Linked DNA regions of Rattus norvegicus: regions 2 and 3 are each linked to region 1. Evidence: chromatin contacts called from public Hi-C data. All regions are on one chromosome and are shown on one strand. The core of a region is the stretch at or near the end of the contact, and the rest is flanking DNA. Distances in the headings are between cores, read along the strand shown.

Evidence for each region. Hi-C and Micro-C count contacts between places; a contact is called where the count stands out from the background.
Region 2: a Hi-C map of kidney shows a contact between it and region 1, with 2.0 times the contacts expected there. The contact joins the promoter of Cd28 here to the enhancer-like site in region 1. A contact is called at or near these places in 2 of 12 Hi-C or Micro-C datasets (kidney and liver).
Region 3: a contact with region 1 is called in a Hi-C map of liver, with 5 times the contacts expected there. The contact joins two enhancer-like sites. A contact is called at or near these places in 2 of 12 Hi-C or Micro-C datasets (liver and mammary epithelial cells).

The regions. Positions count from the first base shown.
Region 1 is chr9:69,527,842-69,530,568 of GRCr8, forward strand. No RefSeq gene overlaps it. Among named protein-coding and RNA genes, the nearest start is that of Raph1, 45 kb to the left of the region's middle. Within about 2 kb of position 1,365, at least 5 of the 93 cell types and tissues checked have an H3K27ac peak or open chromatin away from gene starts, as enhancers often do. A contact at or near this core is called in kidney and liver, where this site is marked.
Region 2 is chr9:69,658,900-69,661,599 of GRCr8, forward strand. It overlaps Cd28 (Cd28 molecule), which reads left to right and starts at 1,417. Exons shown (of 4, transcript NM_013121.2): 1 at 1,417-1,495. The coding sequence starts at 1,441.
Region 3 is chr9:69,768,665-69,771,364 of GRCr8, forward strand. No RefSeq gene overlaps it. Among named protein-coding and RNA genes, the nearest start is that of Ctla4, 43 kb to the right of the region's middle. Within about 2 kb of position 1,382, at least 26 of the 93 cell types and tissues checked have an H3K27ac peak or open chromatin away from gene starts, as enhancers often do. A contact at or near this core is called in liver, where this site is marked.

The DNA.
Region 1 (2,727 bases), core at 115-2,614:
ATGGAGCAAAAGGAAAAACCAAGTAAAGAATGGAAACCTCTGAATTATTAACTCTGTTTTTCCCTTGGAAAGGGAATTCCCACATTGCTCTGGGAAGGTTTACCAAAAGCAACATTGTACATTTCTTAAACACTATGAGGTCTATTAGGGATTCTATCCTATAGGGTTTTACCATCATTAGTCAATAAATTTCAATACAATAGAGTCTGTGAAATACAATGTGAAAAGATTAGGAAGGTTTTATGCTGTCTTGCCTTCTAAGATAAATTGAATAAGGAAAAAAAATCTCTCTCTCCTATTCCTGACATTACAAATTAAACCATCTGGGTTTTGGTTTAAGTCTAGGAACTTCATTAACATGGTGAGACATAAAAGAATTGCCCAAGGTAAAAAGTCCTATTACCACTGATTCATTGCAATTAACTAATTTGATGGACTGCTACTCCCCTGCCCCATGCTGGAGAGAAAGAAGTGAAGCCTGCAAACGAAGAGGGCCTTGGGGATCATCTTTTTACAGCAGAAACATCTAGGGATCTTTTTTGCTAGTTCAGCATGATGGAGACTGAATATTATTTATAACACCATCATTTCTTATTGTACTGAGGGAAAGGGAAACATTTTAGGTTTGTTTTTGTCTGACATATCTAGAGTCAACAGCCTCTTGTGTATATAGTCCTAACTGTAGTATAGAACACTGTCAATATTTAGTTACTTTCCTCCATGTGTAAATAAAAGAACTCTTAATCCTCTGTTTGAAAAACATTTTTTTCCTTCCTATTCTGCTTGGAAAGGCTAATTTTCAAAGTCTGTTTTTTCTGGTGTCCTTTGAGACTTTTTTTTCTCTAAGTATTTGCATTTGAAATGATATTTGGGGGATTGAAAAATATTTCCTTTATTTACTTTCCAAATAATGGAACTGACTCAGAAAAAGAGTGCTGGCATTAGCTGGAAACTCCATTAAGTCACAAAAATCAGACATGATTTGTACAGTCTTGAAGTTTAGAGTTGCTTCTGGAAATGCATACTGTCTCCCCTCCAACTCAGTTAAACAGACCTTTGTTAACGTTGCTGCTGGTGGAATAACCCCAGTGTATGAAGGCAGAGAAAGGAAAAGAGACCAGTGACGGCCAGCTGGGCTGCATTTGATATTTGCTCTTTTGTGGTACAATATTTTCTCCCAGGATTGGTAGGCGAACGCAAGAGCCTTTGATAAACTACAACACTGGCCCATTGTCTGCTAGCAGCACTTCAAAGATAAGCAATTCTTGTATTTTGGGAAACTCTTGGAGACTTTAGAACAGCAGGTTGGTGGTTCTGTGGAAAGAGCTGGCCAGAGTACGAAGAGCATGGAGAGACAGCAGTTTCCACTCTACTGGCACCTGACTGTGTGACTTGATCAAACCAGCCTGTTCCCATCCGCTGGTAGAAGGAAGGACTGTTTCACTGCAAAGGAAGAGCAGGCAGAGTGAACTGCTTTACAGAGGGTTGCCCCTGACATTTCTGGTTGTTGCGTAAGGAGACAACTTCAAGGGCAAATTCAAAATCGCTTTCTTGTTCTTGTTCTATGACTGTATCTTGAGCTGACTTAGGTGAATGAATGTTAGTTCCTGACTAGGGAGCAAAGTTCAAGCTGCCACTCTGGAACCCCACCCATCCTGGCTTGCACTTAGCTTTTCAATTCTTGAAAGCATTTCTGCAAACACATTCACAACAGATTCTCTGACTTGTTTTCAAGTATAAAATAATCCCAGAAGCCCAATTTCTCCTGCTCTACTGAGTCTGAAGCCCTGTTTCACTCTCTTCTTTCTTTTCAGAGTGAGGCACATTTTCCTTAAAATGTAGTCTGAGATCCATTCTGATTCACCGAGCACTCCTGTGAATGAGAGCCTGTTATCTCCTTCTCTTACTCCCAAACAACCACACAACCACCACACATTCTTGACAAGACATGAACTAGACACCCTTTCCATGCCTCCTGTTAACACCAAGCCTCTTGTCCATGGCCTTCACCAACATGTTCCTTGGCAGAAACCGAGCACATTGAAATGGAGTCACTCTCCTGACCAGTGCAGAAATAGGGTTAATTGCATAAGTTGAGGGAATTGGAGACTCAAGTTGCTCCTGATGTCTTTAGGTTAGAAAAATTTGCAAGAGAAAAAGGTAAATAATCCAAGTGTATGGAAATTATATTCAAAGACTCTTCTAGAAAATTTCACTACACAGGAACTCAGAATTTTATTTTTTCTCTTTTTTAAAAAGTAAGTCCATATTCTGTGTACTATTTTTCTTTCAGAGCATATAAATGTACACCACATCCATTCTCTTCCGTAAACAACCTTATTATGTCCATCCACTTCTGTTTTCCGTTTTGTGGTTAAATGTTTTATTCTTTATTATGCCGAAATATTGAGTTCGTCTCCAGCTAATGAGCATTTTAACTTTACTTTTTTGAGGTAGATAAGTTGGAAGGTGAAGGCATACGCCAAAAAATGCAACTTTTTTTTTAAGCAAGTCTGCTTTATAAGAATGACTTTGGTAGGAAGTGTGTCTTCTGTAATACTTGAAAATTAGAGGGTATTCTCTGAAGGTGACTCTTGCTGATGCTGTAAAATCTACATCATATCTGATGCAATTTCATCCATTTCCTATGTTTCTGGTTCAACTGGTGAGAACTCTCATGTTTCAATATGGAGGAAAGAAGTGAGCTGAGTCAGGTTCAGGATGATG
Region 2 (2,700 bases), core at 167-2,666, 130 kb after region 1:
ACACACACACAGAGTGATAATAAATATGCAAAAACCAATTCTTAATCTGATTTAAATATTTAAAAATATATGCCTATAAAATTTCATGTTTTTTTCATTAATACATTTAATATTTGTTTTATATACCAGCTAAAACTTAATAAAATATCTACATCACATGGGGATGCCTTTGAAATTAACATATGATAACATATCTACAAAAAACCACAAACAAAACAACATGGAAAGTAATGGCTCAAATATTAAGTGCTTTTACAATTTGGGAAGAATGCAGGTAAACCTTGATTTTTATGCTTATATTTCTTTTTCTAAATTTTCTACATATGAAAAAAACAATACAAATTGTCCTTTAAAATATATACAAAACCACAAACGAGGCTGGTTTCACAAAGCTTAGATTATCAGGAAAGAAAAAAATAATCATGGAGAAAGTTTTGAAAAAGCTAACGTGTGTGAGATTCGTATAACCATGCAGTGCTGACACCTCATCGGGTGTTTACAGCTTGTATAAAAGCCGGACTACCAGGGAAGCTGTTGAGTACAGATGCTGGCCAGGAGGATCAAGGAAGGTTCCAGAAGAGGAATATGGGGCTGGCCATGCTGGTATACTAGTCCTGTCTATAGGCCAGGGGTTGAGAGGTGTGGAGGGCTGGTTACAGATACCCCAGGATGTCTCTGTGGTGCACCTTCCAATGGTCCGGGTTTTGAATGGTTCTTTGAGGGACATAGGGAACCTGTTTTGTTTGCCTCCTGTTTCCCTAAAAAAAAATATGGCGTTTTTATGACTTCCTCTTTGCTCTGGAAATTTCTGCAGCTGCTCAGCTCCCTGGGTGCTTGCCAAGTGTGTACTTGGAAAAGTGTGTACTTGGAAAAGTGTGTACTTGGGGGCAGTTTTCAAAATTGGTAGAAGTGAGCTGTACATACATTCCATAGGATTATGTTAAGATTGTTACAAGCATCAATTTCATAACATTTATATAGAATTTAAACACTTATATAGAAATCTCCCAACTTCCCACACAGCCTTATGTTTTGGGCTTGTCTGTAAGAGTTTGTTTTCCACGAGAGGGTTTTCTCTTTTCTTTAGAATACCTTGTTTGTCTGCTCTTGTCATTGCTGGACCCTCAGCACTCACATTTCACGGTTCTGTTACTCATCAGCAAATAACTCTCCTGAGCATATTATCTGGTGGTTGACACTCTTTTCAGTGCCTGGGGGTGGGGCAGTCGCTAAAAGAAGTAAAAGTCAAGTCATCAAAAACAGAATGTAATATCCTGTGTGAAAGTCACGAAGCCTTGTGGTTTGAATCCCTTGATCATGTGCCCCGTAAGGTGGCCCTGGATGGCAGAGAGTCACAGACCTTGGCAGGTGCCACTTAACTTCACACCACACTCGGCCTTGCTCACAGGAGGAGCTGCAGCCCTGACCCTCATCAGGACAATGACACTCAGACTGCTATTCTTGGCTCTCAGCTTCTTCTCAGTTCAAGTAACAGGTAAACAATTTTGATATCGTTTCTTCCTTAAGTATTTTTTTTATTTGTGTTCTTGTACCCAGCCTGGTTTGCTTTAAAACTGTAGTGACCTGTGGAACTTGAAAACATTTAAAATGTTGCACTAATATGACAAGCTACTATTTAGAAACTAGCTAATTCTCATAATACCGTAAATAGAAGTTTAACAAGAACCTTTTGGGAAGAAATAACATTTTATTTAACAACTAGTCCCAAGAACTTTTATATTCGAATTTTATTTATTTATTGTCTTGGGTTTTTTTGAGATAGGGTTTCTGTTTGTAGCCTCCGATGTCCTGAAACTCACTCTGTAGACCAGGCTGTCCTCAAATTCAGAGTTTCACCTGCCTCTGCCTCCTGAGCGCCAGGATTAAAGGCGAGTGACACTACCGCCCAGGTCAGGATTTTACTTTTTACATCCTAGAAACCTGTGATAAAAAAGTAAGTAGGTAAATTCTGAAGGTTTTGGATTAGCTTGCCTGGGCTCATATCTCAATTCTTCCTCATAGAATTTGGGACAGTATTTAAACGATATAAAGCTGTGTAAAATGGGACCCTAAATGAGTATCCCCTCAATTTCATTGTGCGATAAAAGGAAATGATCACTGTGACGGTCTTAGTTCATGCTTGACCAGTGAGCGTGGTGTTCATGCAAGTACTACATCTACCTGAATTCAGCGAGGGCCAAGAAGAATCCTGTAGTAAGCACAGAAGCTACTAGTAAGTTTCCGTTCACCGTTGGTGGAAATATGTTTACTTAGGTTAAATCCTTCAAATTCCCAATAGCAACGACAAGGAGGCTATATATTTATCAATTTGAAAGCTCTTACTCTGAACAGTCTTTGGTTCTCGAAAGTAAGAGCTGTTTACTGTCATAAACTTCATTCCGAATGAAGAGACCATTGGAAGGAGGCCATCTCCTGAAGAGAACGTTCAATAATTTCTTCAGAGGATGCAAGTCCCCAGTAACTGGCAACACACATTTACAGCTGGAGAGTCTTTAAAAGTTATTTTTAAAAGGTTTCTGCACATCATGTTTCAGGGATCTTAACTTTCTCTTAAAGGAATACTTAAGACATTTTAATGCACTAGATAGTAAGGCCTTACCATTATTGAAAGTCATTCAACATTAGTGATATTACACAGAATGCTTTTCTGATCCCCTCTGTAGACAACCATTTGTCATA
Region 3 (2,700 bases), core at 132-2,631, 240 kb after region 1:
TTGTTTCTCATTTGGGGCTATTATGCATAGGCTGCTAGGAATATTAACATATAAGTAAAGCCTCTGTTTTAATCTATTTGGGGGAGGAGTATATACTGTGGACTGGGTCATGTGGTAATTTTATTTTTAACTCCTGAGTAGCTGCCAAGCGCACTTTACATTTTATGTTGTATCTAGTGTCTACAGGCATGGTTTGATATAACACTGAAGCTCTGGTGTACACTGTTGTTTTTGGAGGGACCCCACGCCCCTCTCAGTTGTCAAAGCTGCTCCCCGTAATGTCTAGCAGATTCCCCTGGAAGATTCTGTAGTTATTATGATGAATTACTCTTAGTTTTAAAATGTGAAGCATAGACCAGAGGCTAAGTCAGTGTCATATCCCAGCCTTCTTCTCTCGGTAGTGAGACCTGTGCTAATTAACTCCTAGCTCTTGGAACCTTCCTTCGTGCTTGTGTAACCTTACCAAGTCTGTACTGGATTATTTCGGCCAGTGTGGACTTGTGGTTTTTTTTTTTTTTTTTTTTTTTGGTTCTTTTTTTCGGAGCTGGGGACCGAACCCAGGGCCTTGCGCTTCCTAGGTAAGCGCTCTACCACTGAGCTAAATCCCCAGCCCCCAGTGTGGACTTGTAAAGACCCATAGGAGGATGTTTCAGGCAGGAGCTAAAGCTCACGTTCACCTTCAAGCCAGCCTGTCACCATTTTGACAGGCAGAGAGGATGAGTTAGTTCTTTCTGTGCCTCACTGCTAGTTCCCGGTGTAGCTTAGCACAGTTGCTAAGGATGTAATGCCTCCGGACAGGTGACTGCAGCACAAATCCTGGCAATCCATGTGGCTTTCCTCAAAATTATTTAATGTCTTTGTGCCTTGGTTTCCTCACAGATAAATTGGGAATCGAGACCAACAATTTACTTCACGGGTTTGCTAGAGTCACGCCAAGTTTGTTAGTAGTGCTCCTGCAACGACATCTGGGCGTCATGTCAATGTTCTGTGTGTGGAGCGGAGTTGGCGGTGTTGACAATAGGATGATGTAAGCTCTCGACGCAGCCGCAGTTAATAATGTGTCACAGCTGTAACTCCGAGGACTAGAACCAAAGGGCAGGTGTGTGGCTCGGGGGCAGGGTGCTTACCTAGCATTTGTGAGGCCCTGGATTTGAACTCCAGCAGAAAACAGGCACCACTCCCAAACAAAACTAGTAGACTCAAAATAAATTTCGGACAGACAAAGGAGGAATGGATAGATACAGTCAGGTGTGTTGAAAAGCTCCTCCCTGGATTTTATCTTTGTCCCAGGATCACAAGGCTGGAACATGCTAAGTCCATGCTGCCTTCTTCCTCACCTACAGATTGCAGACTTCTATCTAGTTCTACCAAGCACCCTGTGCTGAGGCAAAGGTCAGGCTTGGAAAGCTATCATCACCAGGGCAAACATAACCGTATAGATCATGGCTAGGTCTGAGCTATAAAGCTGAGGGGACAGTGGACGATGTGGAGAAGCTCAAGGACAAGGACATACACAAGGAAGAGGGGGCATTATTTTGAAGAACACGTAGACTGGCCACTGTAGATAGAGTGGGACGAACTTCAGCCTTGTCTGAGGACTTGGGCATCAACAACAGAAAGGGCTTCTTAATGTGTCGCAATGCAAGGTCTCTTCTGTGACCATACAGCTGTGGAGAGACAGAAACTGCAGCACCCGTCTGGTGGATGTAGCAAGGATGGATGGTTCTGAAAATCCCACCCTGACACAGCAAATTTAGACGTGGCTGATTCAATGTGGGTGGGAACTAGACATTTGTGGAGCAGTCAGTGCCTGCCATCTATTGGCCGGCGTGCTTCATTGCAACTGTAAGAATAGGCTATGAGAGCCCATTGTTGAATTTTATCAATTAGTTGTGTCCTTTCTCTCTCTCTCTCTCTCTCTCTCTCTCTCTCTCTCTCTCTCTCTCTCTCTCTCTCTCTCTCCCTCCCTCCCTCGTGCCTACTAAAGCGGTTTCTTATTGCTTTGTAGATTCAACAGTTTTTGTGAGTATCAATAATTATATCTTTGGAATGAAATGGGAGGGGGTGAGCATTGCACAGTGATGTCATTGCATGAGGAGACACAGATCTTGGATCCCAGTTGTTAATGTATTTTTAATAGCCAAGAAATTCTTCCCCCTGACATTAAATGACCCAGGCATCATTTAAAAGCCCAGGGAAGCTTGCATTTTCCCACGGCTGACTGCAAAGGGGGGGGGGAGGGTAGAGGCTGGAGTGACCGCTGCTTTCTATTGTTCCGATGATATTCTTAGCATCCATGGAGGAAGGAAAGGCACCAAATGGAGGGAAATTTGGGGAGGCTTTGAGGGGGATGAAGTGGATTTTAAAAGGAAAGAGTCTTAAGGGATGGAGAAGATCATCCACCCTGTATGTTCCATGACTGCAGTTCAAGAGGGAGTTAAAGAAATACAAATTGGCAGAGAATAAATGAGAAAATGCCCAGCATCCTTAGCCACTGGGGAAATGCAAAATAAGACAACACTGAGATCCTTCTTTCTCCTGTCACCAAGAAATCAGCAAATGCTGACCGGAGGAGAGGGTGGCAGAAAGGAGTCCTTCTTTACAGCTGACGAGACTGGAGACCGGGGCAGTGACTGTGGAAATCTGTGCAGAGGTTCCCAGAGAAGCACAGCCAAGGATACAGTTCCTACATGCTTTAGC